Regions from separate parts of the Mus musculus genome. Here all the other regions are linked to region 5. Evidence: chromatin contacts called from public HiChIP or PLAC-seq and promoter capture Hi-C data. All regions are on one chromosome and are shown on one strand. Each heading gives the region's core, a stretch centred on a gene start, on an enhancer-like site or on the middle of the called end of the contact. The rest is flanking DNA. Distances are from core to core; before and after follow the strand shown. Region 1 holds the start of Eif4h (eukaryotic translation initiation factor 4H). Region 2 holds the start of Rfc2 (replication factor C (activator 1) 2). Region 3 holds the start of Ssc4d (scavenger receptor cysteine rich family, 4 domains). Region 4 holds the start of Hspb1 (heat shock protein 1). Region 5 holds the start of Baz1b (bromodomain adjacent to zinc finger domain, 1B).

Region 1 (2,700 bases), core at 21-2,520, 550 kb before region 5:
GTACAACTATTGTGATATTCTCCGGGCAAGTCACCTTTGCTGTAAAAAAGGATAAAAGCCAAGTGTGTCCTTGACAAATAAACAAGACGATTAAATTGTCCCATAAAACTCCTATAAGCTTAAAAAAAAAAAAGAAAAAAAAGCAAGTGGCTGATGCTTGTTTATTTCTATTGTTTGGCAGGAGACTGAATCCAAGATATGCTAGACAATCGCTCTGTGACTGAGCCACAACCCCAGCTGGTAACGTGTTATTTAAAAGGGCACAAACTATCCGGGCGCCCGTTTTTTGGAATTATGCACCAGGAGCTATCTATTCATCAGTAAAGGATTTAGGGAGGTGGGAGGAGGACTGGTTTTAAAGTATGTTGTCTTTATCTGACCGGAATCAGAACGAAGCGAAAGCGATTCCCCAGGTCAGGGAAGAAACTGGGAAGAAATCAACAATCTCCGCCAGCAGACACGTAGTATCTGTCAATAAGGCATTCGAAACGCCAGGGAGGCAGAGAGAAAGAGCCACGCACACTCCCCACTACGGTGGATTTGTTTTGGTTCAGGTCCCCGCTCCCTGTCTCCCTCGCTGGATCCGACGGTCCCAGCATCCAGACTCGAATCGGAAGGGAAATCGCCCCTCTCGCTGCCGGCGGGCCTCTCGCAGAAGCGACCCAGGGGCTCCGCCAGGCAGCGGGGACCCTGGAGAGGGGCAGGCCGCTTCCGCCGCCGCCGCCCGCTTCCGCGCTGCATCCCAGCCCGGAGCGCGCTGGGGAGAAAGCTGGACGCGGCGGGCGGGCACTGGTATCCCCGGGAAACCCTCCGGTGTCGCTGTGATCTAACTTTCCGACCGAGGCCCCGCAGGGTGCCGGGTCCGGGGCCGGCGCGGAGCCGAGGGCAGGATGTGCGCCGCGAGCAAGCGAGAGACCCGCAGCCTAACCGTCGCCAGCCGCTCCCGGAGCGCGCCATTTCCAGGCCTCGCCTCGGGCCTGCTCAGGCCGCTTCCCGCCGCCCGTCTCGAGTGAGCGCGGCAAGGCCGCCTCCCCCTTCGAACCTTTCGGCACTCCCCCCGGCCGAGCCGCTGGCCCGCCTGACCGCGCCCCGCTCGCCTCACCCTCTACCGCCGCCGAAGCTGCTGTAGGCCCGATCGTCGTAGGTATCGAAGTCCGCCATTTGCCGTCTCCGCTCCTTGAGGAACCAGCGGGCCAGCGAGGAAGGACCCCGCAATATAACTCCTCCTCCCCCCGCCCGCCCCGCTACCGGGGCTGTCCGCCGCGCTGCCTGATCGCAAGTCGCACGCACGCATGCGCGCGCCGCCGCGCCCGGCCTTGGGCCGACGGGGCCCGCTGCTGGCCCCGGCGCGCTCTGCGGCCCACGTGGTGCGGCGGCCGGCCCCCGGGGCGCCGCGCGCACGCTCTGCCCTCCCAGGCCCATTGTGTGCTAGCTTGCTGCTTTCACGCGTGGTTGCCTCTTACTGTCCTTGCCCCGCCCTGCCCCGTGGTCACCTACCCCTCGGGCGTTGTCTGTCACCCTGCACGCTGCTTTCTCATTGTCACTAGATTCAGTTTGGGTTTTGTGGAGCCCAGGCTGGCCTGGAGCTGGGGCGCTGTAGCTGAGGATGACCTTGAACCCCTAGTTTTGTTTTTTGTTTTTTTGGGTTTGTTTTTTTGTTTTTTGCTCTCTCCCTTTCTCAAGGGCTGGGGTGACAGTGTGCCACTATGTTGGGATCTCTGGTATCACGTTAGATTTATTAAAGTGCCCTAGGTCTGCCCCACTTGGTCCCACTTGGGCACAATTCTTCAGGACAAATGGTCCCTGGGTAAAGCTAAAAGGAAGACAACCTGTTCTAGGTAGAGGTCCCTAGATGACCAAGGGCAGAAGGCTTGTAAGTGAGAATGGTGTGTGTGTGTGTGTGTGTGTGAACAAGACGAAGTGAAATATCTTTGTTTTTGAGACCTGCTACAAACGACGTGGTGGTAAATATCTGTAATCCCTACTCTAGGAAGACTGAGACTGGTCTCCAAAATAAAATAAAATAAATAAAAAACAAAATAAATCTTATAAAGACAAAACAAATTGTATTCTCTGTCTGGGTATTGGGGAGGGGTGGTGAAGATGAGGCTGTTTGTAGTTGAACTGATAAGAGATTAGATATGTTTTATTTTTGCAGGAGTCTGCTCTGAAAAAGAAATTTTAAGGGTGGGCAGGTGGGCTCAGTGAGTGAGGATGTTTGTTACCAAGCTTGACCTGAGTTTGATCCCCAGGACCCACATGGTAGAAGATGAGTCTCTCTCTCTCTTTCTCTCTCTCTCTCTCTCTCTCTCTCTCTCTCTCTCTCTCACACACACACACACACACACACACACACACACATCTAGCGGGAGGACCAGGTACATAGACCCTGTCTCAAAAAAAAAAAAAAAAAAAAAAAAAAAAAAATTCAACCAAGATGGACAGCTCCTAAGAAGTGACTCCTAAATTAGGAAGTGGTAGCAAAGGCCTTTACTCCCCTCATTCTGGAGGCAGAAGCAGGCGGATCTATGAATTTGAGGCCATCCTGCTCTACAGAGTGAGTTCGAGGACAGCCAGGGATACACAGAAAAACCCTGCCTTGAAAAACCAAGAAGAAGGAGAACCTCTGAATTTTACAGCACTTTTTTGTACCCCTGACACACAAAGACACAATGTTTTAAAAAAAACAAAACAAAACTA
Region 2 (2,700 bases), core at 21-2,520, 600 kb before region 5:
TTTGCTGAGGTTGCTAACGGTAGGGCGAGCCTGCTTGGAAATCACCAGCCTTAAACCTTGAAAATGCCACCTTGGAGAAAACCATTTTTTTTTCCTCGTTGATACTGGTGGAACCCAGGCTTCTGACCCATGCCCTATTATTTCTTTAAGAATCTCATGTACCCCAGGCTGGCATCTGTCTTTCAAGTGCTGAAGCTACAGGTATGTGTCATGTCAGCTTTTTTTGTTGTAGTTGCTTTGTTGAGACAGAGTCTCCCTTTTCTAGTCCCAGAACTCACTCTCCTCCTGCCCGGCTTGTTAGTAGTGTAAGAATGGCAGGTGTGGGACTGGAGAGATGGCTCAGTGGTTAAAAGCACTGACTACTCTTCCAAAGGTCTTGAGTTCAAGTCCCAGCAACAACATGGTGGCTCACAGCCATCCATAATGAGATCTGATGCTCTCTTCTGAGGTGTCTAAAGACAACTACAGTGTACTCACATATGATTAAAAAAAAAAAAAAAAAAAAAAAAAAAAAAGAATGACAGGTGTGTGTTACTTTACCTGGCCAGAAAGTATCTTTAGTTTTGTTATTGTTGTATTTTTTTTGTTTTTTTGTTTAATTTTTGTGATAGCTCTGAAATTTGTGATAGTACATAGCTCTGGCTGGCCTTGAACTTACAAAGATCCATGTGCCTCTGCTCCCAAGTACTGGAATTAAAGACCTGTGCCACCAAACCTGGGCCTAGAAAGCATCTCTTTAAAAATACTTATTTAGCCGGGCGTGGTGGCCCACGCCTTTAATCCCAGTACTTGGGAGGCAGAGGCAGGCGGATTTCTGAGTTCGAAGCCAGCCTGGTCTACAAAGTGAGTTCCAGGACAGCCAGGGCTACACAGAGAAACCCTGTCTCGAAAAACCAAAACCAAAACAAAACAAAAAAAACCTTATTTTAGCCAGGCATTGGTGGCACACACAAGAGATAGAGGCAGGCAGATCTCTGAAATCAAGACCAGCCTGGTCTACACAGTGAGTTTCAGAGCAGTCAAGGGCTACACAGAGAAACCCTGTCTCAAAAAAAATAAAAGTCCATGAAAGTAAAAAGAAATGAAATGATTTTATTTTATCTTATTTAATGTCACAATTAAATAAGATATAATAAAATGTCTCCCCCCCCCCCCCCCCCGCCTCTCAAACGCCAGCTCCTGAGATCACTGCGGCCTCTAGCGGCCAGGGATGGCTACGCGGTGCTCTCTGCGCAGGCGCAGGAAGAGATTCACCGCCTCTATAACGCACTTCCGCTTTCCTCTCGGCGTTGCCCGGAAACCAGGACCCAGACTTCCGTCAAAGCGGCATGGGGCGGGGCCTCGGGTGGCGGGAAGAGCAGCCACCGGAATGGAGGTTCAGGAGAGTGGCTGTGACCCATCCGAGAGTGGGGCGCAGGAGCCCTCGCCTGTCCCCAGCAAGACCGCCGGCCACTACGAGCTGCCGTGGTGAGCCTGCAGCCATAGTAACGCGCGCGTAGACGTGAGGGCGGGCCGAGCTCCAGGAACCCTGGGTTCGACCTGGGTCTAGGGGACAGAGAAGGTGCAGATGTCCCCAGGAGCGCAGATTTCCCCTTTCCTTCTTGAAGCTAGATATTCTGTTTTTCTTTCTTTCTTTTCTTTTCTTTTTCTTTCTTTCTTTCTTTTTTTTTTTGAGATCGTGTCCTGTGTAACCCAAGCTGGACTCGAACTCACTACGTAGCAAAGGATGACTTTGAACGTTGATCCTGGGGTGACAGGGCATGCATTACTTCCGTAAAGCAGTGCTGGGGATGGAACACAGAGCCTCGTGCACGCTAAGCTAGCACTCTACGGACTGAGGCCCATTCACAGCCCTGGGGTTCACTGTGAAGCCCAAGCTGGTCTTGAAGTTTCTGCAGTTCTCCTGCTTCAGCTTCCCAAATACTGGAATGGCAGGTGTAAGCCACCAGGCAAAGGTAGAGATTTTTATTTATGGAAATTGAGGAATATGTGTCTCGAGGTTCATCTAAATGATGCTTAAACGTGACTAATAGGCCCTCATGCAGTGCAATGCTAATGGCTTTTATTTATTTTATGTATATGAGTATACTGTAGCTGTCTTCAGACACACCAGAAGAGGGCATCAGAACCCATCACGGATGGTTGTGAGCCACCACTATGGGAATTGAGCTCAAGGCCTTTGGAAGAGCGGGCAGTGCTCGTCACCGCTGAGCCATCTCTCCAGCCCTGGCCTCATATTTTTTTATTTGTTTAAAAATCTCATCTTAAAAAACTATTAGCTTTAGCCAGGTGGTGGCACACACCTTTGATCCCAGCACTTGGAAGTCAGAGGCAAGTGATTCTCTGAGTTGGAGGCCAGCCAGGGCTACACATAGAAACACTGTTTAACAAAACAAAACTCTGTGTGTGTGTGTGTTTCACTTTTGTTACGGTAGGTCTCACCACCCTAAGCTAGCTGCAGACTTTCTGTATAGTCGAGAATGACGAATTCTGACCCCACTGTGTCTTCTGCCTATGGACAGGGGCTGCAGGTGAATTTTGAGCTTTTAGTTTTTGCATGGAACTTGCTGCCAGACCACATGCTAGCATGGAGCTACCCCAGCACTAGTTTTTCTTTATCAAAAGTAAGGTTTCTGACAGCAGACCACAGAGAGGTTCCTCGGTTCACTGAACTATCTCTCCAGAGCAATGGTTCTCAAC
Region 3 (2,700 bases), core at 60-2,559, 790 kb after region 5:
TTTCACCATGCTCAGGGAATAAGGCCTCAGCCCCACAGCCTTCAGCGCGTATACTTCATTCCTGTCCTATTCTCAGGGACAGCAATAGAGGTTGCTTCATCCCTGTCCTAAATGGCCATGGCTTGTTTGTTTGTTTTTTTTTTGAGAGATGGTTTCAAACTCTTAAGTAGCCAAAGACGACCTTGAACTCAGATCGACCCTTCCGTTTCCACCCCTGAATGCTAGGATTAAAGGCACTTGCCACGTCACATCTGTCTTGCAGGGGTCTTTTTAAAAATGTGTTTTCTTGTTTTATGAGTACGGGTGTCTTGCCTGCAGGTGTATATAGGCAGCATATATGTACCTGGTGTCTCGGGAGGCCAGAAGAGGTCACTGGACTAGAGTTATAGAGCTCTGTAAGTCGCCATTTGATTGCTGGGAATCAGACCCTGGTCCTCTGAAAGAGCAGTAGGTGTTCTTAACTTCTGATCCAGGGTTCTTGAATGTTCTCAGAATTCCTTTTAGCCCCGGTGGGGCAGGTGATTAGGAGCTGTGAAGCCTTTGTTCTTATTGGCAAAAGGGTCCCATATTCTTTCCCTTATACTTGTTGCCATATTAAATGGGTAATGTTTATAAAAGGTTTCCCCAGTGTCTGGCCCGCTCTAATGTGCTTAGCTATTGCTATGACTGCCCCCGTCTGACCTCCAAGACAAGAGCCAGATCTCATTCAATAGTTGTACGTGGCATATGATGTTCAGAAAATGTTTGTTGATGGGCTGAGTGAAATTGTGGCTATGAAGTCATAGAATGAAACAGAGGGGTCTCAGGAAGTAGTCAATGAGTTGGCTCAGCAGGTAAAGGTGACTGCTGCCAAGTCTGATGACCTAAGTTCAATTCCTGGGACCCAAATGTCAGAAGGCAAAACACTCTTGCAAGTTGCCCTGTGACTGTCACTTGTGCATGCCTGCACACACATAAATAAATAAATGCAATATTAAGAATTTTTTTTTTTTTAAAGAAAGGGCTCTGGAGGTTTTCAAAGGAAATTGTTATTACACAGAGAGAACACACACACACACACACACACACACACACACACAACTGAAGCATTCATACCTGTAGGGATGTTCTGGGTTCTTTCCCTCCAGATAATCCAAGTTTCAATCACTGCCTCTGCTCCAGGGACTTTAGGAGGGGGAAGGGCCCCCGAGATACAGATCAGCACAGACTTTTCTTCTTTTCTTTCCGTAGCTAGAAGGAGAGAAGAGGCAGTGTCCTTGGCCATGGAGCTGCCGGTGGCCCCAGCCTGTCCCCACCTGACCTTGGGGGCAGAGAGGCTAAGGGACAGTGGAAGTGGTCCGCAGTGTGGTGAGCAGCCCCGGAGGAAGGGCACCGAGGAAGAGGAGGAGCTAGGAGGCCAGGTGCCCCTCCTCCTGCCATCTCTCCCCCTCTGGGCTCAGGTTGCAGAGAAGCCCGAGTGGTTCCTCACCCCTGTGCAGGACAGCCGAGCATCAGACACTGGTGATGGAGAAGCAGCCTGGGTTACAGTGCGAGATCAAGGTTATCCCCAGCTACCTAGTGAGACCCTCTCGCAGCATAAAGAGGTGAAGGTGGGGGAGGGGGGAATTATCAGGATCGGCATAAGTCAGGTGGCTCAGAGGGTGAAGTTGATGGCTGCGCAGGCCTGGCAAATTCAGTTCAACCCCCAGACTCCACAGAATATCGAAAATCCAGGCTTGGTGCAGCACTCCTTTAATCCCAGCACTTGAGAGGCAGAGGCAGGGGCTGGTGAGATGGCTCAGGGGTTAAGAGCACGGGCTGCTCTCCCAAAGGTCCTGAGTTCAAATCCCAGCAACCACATGGTGGCTCACAACCATCCGTAACAAGATTGGATGCCTCTTCTGGAGTGTCTAAGACAGCTACAGTGTACTGACATATAATAAATAAATAAATATTAAAAAAAAAAGAGAGAGGCAGAGGCAAGTGGATCTTTTGTGAGTTTGAGGCCAGCCTGATCTACATAGTGAATGCCAGGACAGCCAAGGCTATATAGAGACTCTGTCTCAAAAACAAAACAAAACAAAAATAAAACACCAAGAAGAACAAAATCTTGTTAGAATTAAAACTTTCCCCCAGTTGTGAGTGTTTTGCTTGCATATATGCCTGTGTATCGCATTCAGGCCTCATGCCTTTGGAGGTGAGAGGAGGGCGTTGGCGCTCCTGAGTCTGACTGCAGACAGTTGTGAGCTGCCCTGTACGCACTAGGAATAGAACCTGGGTCCTCTGCAATAGCAACAATTTCTCTAACCACTGAGCCATCTCTCTAACCCTCCCTGTATATTTTATTTATGTATATGTACATGCATAAGTTTATGTGTGTCTTGTCTGCTGAGACTGGAGTTACAAATGGTTGTGAGATGCCCTGTGGGTGCTGGGAACCAGACTAAGGTCTTCTAGGATCATCAAACCTTCTAACTACTGACTCCTTTCTCTGTGTAGCCCTGGCTGTCCTGGAACTCACTCGGTAGACCAGGCTAGCCTCAAACACAGATCCACCTGCCTCTGCCTCCAAGTGCTGGGATTAGAGGTGCATGCTACCCGCTGCCACCACCACTACCCAGATATTTTTCTTTAAAGGGTTATTAATGTGTACGTGTGTGTGTGTGTGTGTGTGTGTGTGTGTGTGTTAGTGTATTCCATGTGCAAACGGAGGTTTGAGGA
Region 4 (2,700 bases), core at 125-2,624, 700 kb after region 5:
CGAACTCAGAAACCCACCTGCCTCTGCCTCCCAAGTGCTGGGATTAAAGTCGTGCACCACCACCACCTGGCCCAGCTTGCTCTCTTATAGAACCAAGACTACCAGCCCAAGAATGGCTCCACCCACAATGCCCCCCCCCCCCCGATCTCTAATTGAGAAAATGCCTTATAGCTGGATCTCATGGAGGTATTTCCTCAAAGGAGGCTCCTTTCTCTGTGATAACTCCAGCTTGTATCAATTTGACACTAAACCAGCCAGTACAAGTATCCAGGTTCAAATTCTAGCACCCACCTGGCATTCCAATTTCTGATACTCTCTGTAACTCAAGATCTAACACTCTCACACAGACATTCATGTAGGCAAAACACTGATACACATTATATATATATATATATATATATATATATATATATATATATATATAATAAAAAAAAAAAGCGGCCGGGTGTGGTGGGGCACGCCTTTAATCCCAGCACTCCGGAGGCACGGGCAGGTGGATTTCTGAGTTCGAGGCCAGCCTGGTCTACAAAGTGAATTCCAGGACAGCCAGGGCTATACAGAGAAACCCTGTCTCGAAAAACCAAAAAAAAAAAAAAAAAAAAAAGCATCAAATAGCCCAGCGGTGGTGATGCACACCTTTAATCCCAGCACTTGGGAGGCAGAGGCAGGCGGGTTTCTGAATTCGAGGCCAGCCTGGTCTACAAAGTGAGTTCCAGGACAACCAGGGCTATGCAGAGAAACATTGTCTTCAGAAAAAAAAAAAAAAAAAAAAAAAAAAAAGCAAAGCAAAACAAAACAAAAAAAAAGCATCAAAATAAAAAAAGAAAAATCCTACTTCAGAGAGAGAGAGAGAGAGAGAGAGAGAGAGAGAGAGAGAGGAGAGAGGAGAGAGAAAGAGAGAAAGAAGAAAGAAAGTCAGTTTCTGGGTCAGAAAGATACTCAGTGAACACTAAGGCGCCTGCCACGAAGCCTTTGCTCCCCAGGAGATACACTATAGAAGACAGCTATCTTGCCGGTGTCATGAGACCTCCACAGGTGTGCCATGACATGTGTGTTCCCACGGGCCTCCTTCTGGTTCAGACCAGGTTCAGTTGCTTCCCAGTTGCGACACAAAAGACCTAACCTCTCCTGGTTATTCTCAATAAAAAATGGGGCTGGCCCCAGGCCACCGCCCTTCAGCCAGCAGTGTCCTAAACCCGACAGTGGGAATCGCTCCAGCTACCGGTATTACGCCGTCATTTGTTTTCTTCAACAAGAGAAGTTTCCAGATGGGGGCAGAACCTTCCTGGCCCCGCCTGCCCGCCCCCTTTGCAAGCTTAGGGGGAGGAATGCAGAGGGGAGGGGCGGCGAGGGGCGGCCCCTGAGACGGTCATTGCCATTAATAGAGACCTGAAGCACCGCCTGCTAAAAATACCCGGCTGGGCACACATAAAAGCACGCTGGGGCTCCAGTCCGGCACTTCTCGGATCCTCAGCCCAGTGCTTCTAGATCCTCAGCCTTGACCAGCCAAGAACATGACCGAGCGCCGCGTGCCCTTCTCGCTGCTGCGGAGCCCGAGCTGGGAACCATTCCGGGACTGGTACCCTGCACACAGCCGCCTCTTCGATCAAGCTTTCGGGGTGCCCCGGTTGCCCGATGAGTGGTCGCAGTGGTTCAGCGCCGCTGGGTGGCCCGGATACGTGCGCCCGCTGCCCGCCGCGACCGCCGAGGGCCCCGCGGCGGTGACCCTGGCCGCACCAGCCTTCAGCCGAGCGCTCAACCGACAGCTCAGCAGCGGGGTCTCGGAGATCCGACAGACGGCTGATCGCTGGCGCGTGTCCCTGGACGTCAACCACTTCGCTCCGGAGGAGCTCACAGTGAAGACCAAGGAAGGCGTGGTGGAGATCACTGGTGAGTTTCCCTTGTGCCCAGAGGGGACGAAGCTGCCGAGGCGAGAGTGGTGGCTGGGGGGCTGAGGGTGGGGGCTGAAACCCTGAGGAATAGAACCCTGAGAAGTTAGAAATGAACCTAGGGACCCGGAGCCCGCATCATTCTCCTTTGCCTGCTTCTCTTGCCCCGGAACGCGGGGTGCAGGTTGCTCTTAAAAGCTCTGTCATCTTCGATGATATGGACCAACAGCTGGGGATGTAGCTCAGGGTAGAGCTTCGCCTGGCCTGCCGGGAGGCCTTGAGGCTTTGCGTTCCACCCGCAGCACAGAAACAAAATGAAGGAAGACCCAACACACCTTCTGGAAGACCTCATTCCCAAATAAGCAAGCGGCAGGATCAGGGTCCCTAGACCCAGCCGCAGAGGCTTTGAGTATACCTACCCTGGTATCCAAGTCTGGGTCAGAGCCAAGCCCTTCGCATCCCAAATCTCAGAAGGGAAGTTTCTGGAAAGTTTTAAGATTCCAGACAGTCAGGCACCCCGCCGCACTCGGGTTTGTTTGCCTCCCTGGGGGGTCCCAGCCACTCCTTAGCTAGGACAGCAGAGGGCTGCTTCTGACCTTCTGTCCCCACCCACAGGCAAGCACGAAGAAAGGCAGGACGAACATGGCTACATCTCTCGGTGCTTCACCCGGAAATACACGTGAGTTCTGATTCCTTGCATGGAGGGCGGGGAGGTGGGGGGGAGGGGGAGCGGACCCAGGGCGGAGGGCGAAGAGCCCCGGGTCAGGAGGGATGTGTAACCCTTGCCCTGATTTTCTGTGTGTCCAGGCTC
Region 5 (2,794 bases), core at 22-2,521:
AACTGTGAATCAGACCCAGAATCTCTGGAAGAACTCTTAATTGCATGCGGAGTCACTTCTCCAGCCCCATGAGCTTAATACATATGTTTTCTAACATAGCTTTATTTATTTATTGTTATAGGGATTTGCTATTCAGCCTGTAAGACTGTAGCCCAGGTTAGTCACAAACTCACTTAGGACCGTCCAGCTTCAAAAACCTGCATCACTTAGTTGCACTATATACACACACACATATATATATATACACACACATATATATGAATGAATATAGTCTTTTACATATGTACATACAGAAAACCTTCTTTATTATTCTTCCGTTTATTTTACTTTCAAGATTTATTTTTAAATTGTGTATGTGTGCACACGTGGTGGGGGATGTTACGTGCACGTGAGTACGTGCACCTGAGGAGGCAAGAGGAATGGGAACTCCTGGAGCTGCAGCCGGAGGCAGGTTCCAGCTACCCGATGTGGGAGCTAAGAATTGAACTTGGGTCCTCTGAACGAGTACAAGATCTTAGCCCCTGAGTCTGCTCTGCGGCTCTTCCTCCACATATTTTTAAAGAAAGTTCTTCATTATCCTTCCCTGTAGTCCTTAAAAAACAGGCTGTTAATCTCCATTTCTCAATTACAGTGATGCCGCGTCGGGGAAGGTTGGGGTCCTAGTCGCCCCAATGCGGAACTTCAGTTTGGAGAGGGCCTGAGTTACTTCCCGCCCAGTACAGCTCCACCCGCGCATCCCCGGGCGTGGCCGAGCGCGGCCCCTTTAAGAAGGGGGGCGGAGCGCGAGTGGAAAGACAAAGCCCCTGGCCGCGCGCTCCCCCTCCCCCCTCCGGCGCAGCACACGGACAGTGAGTGCCCGGATGTCGGTGTCGCCGTCGGTGACAGATGGCGCAATGTCTGTATCAGTGACAGGGCTTTTTGCTCTGACCTCTTTGAGTCTTCCGCTTTTCGTCCTCCCCCTCCTACTGCTGTCCCATTACTTTTGAAGTCCGCCACTGGAGGCCCGCACGCCCGTCCCCGGCTCTTACATAACGTGACCTTTCACCTTTTCAGACTGCCCTCTGCTGCGCTGCAACTCAACTTCGCGGCTGGAGCCCAGGGGGCGGGACTCGACCTCGGAGCGGCAGCCTCTCTGAGCCAATAGGCTGCGAAGGCCGACGAGCCCTCCGCCTATCGGAGCCTCCGCCCCAGGGCGCCACGGAGAAGCAAGTTAGTCTGTGCGCTGGCCCGGCAGCGGGGGGGAGGAAGGGAATCTCCCGCCATTTTTCAATAATTTCCTCCCGTGCCCGCTGGAGAGGAGTCGTGACTGGCGGCCGCCGCGGCGGAGATCGGCGTGAGGTGAAAGGCGCCGGAAGGGGCGAGGAGAATCTCTCCGTTTTCTCCCCTCGAGGCGTCCCCCTGGCTTCCATGGCCGTGGCGCGGTCCCGCCAGCTCTGAGGGAAGCCGGAGTTCGCGCCGCCCTCTCACCCCTCCCCTCCCCCATCGCCCCGGGAGCCAGGCGCCTCGCTCGCTCGCTCGCCCCGGGGCTGCCGGGGCCTAGCGCTGCGCAGCAGAGCGGCCGAGCCTTCGGCGCTCCGTCCCCTGCCGGCGCCGCCGCGATGGCGCCGCTGCTGGGCCGCAAGCCCTTCCCGCTGGTGAAACCGCTGCCCGGAGAGGAGCCGCTCTTCACCATCCCGCACACTCAGGAGGCCTTCCGCACCCGGGAGTATCCTTTCTCCGCGCGCGGTGTGGACGCTCGGCCGCGGCTGCGCAGGGCGAGGGATGGAGATGGCGAGATGCGAATGGGCCGCGCGCGGCTCGCGGGGCAGCTGTCACCGCACGGGGCCGTCCGCGGGCCGTGATGCCCGGGGCCCTGCTTTACCCGGGCTTGGGAGCTCCGCGGCGAGATCCCTCCGGGCCGTCTCCAGCCGTCCTTCCCGGAACCGCGCGCCTCCATCCCTTTTCCCCTTACTTTGTCCCCGGGGCCTCGGTGGTGATCGCAACACCAATCCCCTCCTCCCCAACTTGGCTTCGGGCCCTAAATGACTAGGGAGGGTAGCCGGGTTCCCTTTGCGCATTTTATTTCTCTCTCCTTTCATAGAAATGAAACCGTCAAGTTTAAGTTTTTGAAATTGTACCGGCGCAGCCGCGTGATCCGGCTTGTGCAAGCCTCTACTGCGTCTTGAGTGGGCTGTGCGGGGACACTGATGTGGCTTGTGGGTTTTGTTTTTCTCCTCCGGAGTGGACTTTAGGCCAGGGATGAACTGACAGAACCGTAAATCACAAAACCTGGCATTAACTTTTTACCCACTGAAGATGGGAAGGAGCAGAAAGGTACATTGATGGTTCTGGTGGCCATTTATTTCCTAGAGAACACAGAAGTTTGACACTTAGAAGTTTCATTTTTCCGTCTTTTTTTTTTTTTTTTTTTTTTTGAGGGAGCGCTTCATGTAGCACCGGCTGGCCTCGAACTCAGAGAGGCTGGACACTGCATTCCCGATCCTGTCTGTCTGTCTGCCTGTCTCTCTGTCTCTCAATCTCTCTCTCTCTCTCTCTCTCTCTCTCTCTCTCTCTCTCTCTCTGGTACGTGAAACTGGTGTTTTAGAATACAAAGTCAGCATTTCCAATCATTACTTTAAGATTTCTTGACCAAGCATAGCCTCTTAGTTAAAAGTTGTAGTACTTCCCCCCCCCCCCCCCCCGCCCCCGGTAGGGGGAATGTTGAATCTTTTAAGGCTTATTTGTTTTTTAAAAAGCTAAGTTTCCTTACCAAACTTGCCTGTCCTGCTATCTTTACCACCCCTTTTCCTTTGGA

The links. Promoter capture Hi-C pulls out the DNA fragments that hold promoters and counts their contacts. HiChIP or PLAC-seq counts read pairs in DNA pulled down with a chosen protein or histone mark.
Region 1: an H3K4me3 HiChIP or PLAC-seq map of embryonic stem cells shows a contact between it and region 5, with 8 read pairs. The contact joins the promoter of Eif4h here to the promoter of Baz1b in region 5. A contact is called at or near these places in 1 of 39 promoter capture datasets (cranial neural crest), 1 of 484 Hi-C or Micro-C datasets (double positive thymocytes) and 1 of 115 datasets of contacts at active chromatin or transcription factors (embryonic stem cells).
Region 2: a contact with region 5 is called in a promoter capture Hi-C map of embryonic stem cells, with 2.1 times the contacts expected there. The contact joins the promoter of Rfc2 here to the promoter of Baz1b in region 5. A contact is called at or near these places in 2 of 39 promoter capture datasets (embryonic stem cells and hippocampal neurons).
Region 3: a FOXA1 HiChIP or PLAC-seq map of pancreatic cancer cells shows a contact between it and region 5. The contact joins the promoter of Ssc4d here to the promoter of Baz1b in region 5. A contact is called at or near these places in 2 of 115 datasets of contacts at active chromatin or transcription factors (microglia and pancreatic cancer cells) and 1 of 9 other capture datasets (liver).
Region 4: a contact with region 5 is called in a FOXA1 HiChIP or PLAC-seq map of pancreatic cancer cells. The contact joins the promoter of Hspb1 here to the promoter of Baz1b in region 5. A contact is called at or near these places in 2 of 115 datasets of contacts at active chromatin or transcription factors (microglia and pancreatic cancer cells).

What each region holds. Positions count from the first base shown.
Region 1 is chr5:134,638,139-134,640,838 of GRCm38.p6, forward strand. It overlaps Eif4h (eukaryotic translation initiation factor 4H), which reads right to left and starts at 1,271. Exons shown (of 7, transcript NM_033561.2): 1 at 1,103-1,271. The coding sequence starts at 1,161.
Region 2 is chr5:134,581,420-134,584,119 of GRCm38.p6, forward strand. Rfc2 (replication factor C (activator 1) 2) reads left to right here and starts at 1,271. Exons shown (of 11, transcript NM_020022.2): 1 at 1,271-1,467. The coding sequence starts at 1,370.
Region 3 is chr5:135,973,167-135,975,866 of GRCm38.p6, forward strand. Ssc4d (scavenger receptor cysteine rich family, 4 domains) reads right to left here and starts at 1,310. Exons shown (of 11, transcript NM_001160366.1): 1 at 1,096-1,310.
Region 4 is chr5:135,886,545-135,889,244 of GRCm38.p6, forward strand. It overlaps Hspb1 (heat shock protein 1), which reads left to right and starts at 1,375. Exons shown (of 3, transcript NM_013560.2): 1 at 1,375-1,890; 2 at 2,505-2,568; 3 at 2,697-2,700. The coding sequence starts at 1,515.
Region 5 is chr5:135,186,052-135,188,845 of GRCm38.p6, forward strand. Baz1b (bromodomain adjacent to zinc finger domain, 1B) reads left to right here and starts at 1,272. Exons shown (of 19, transcript NM_011714.2): 1 at 1,272-1,705. The coding sequence starts at 1,599.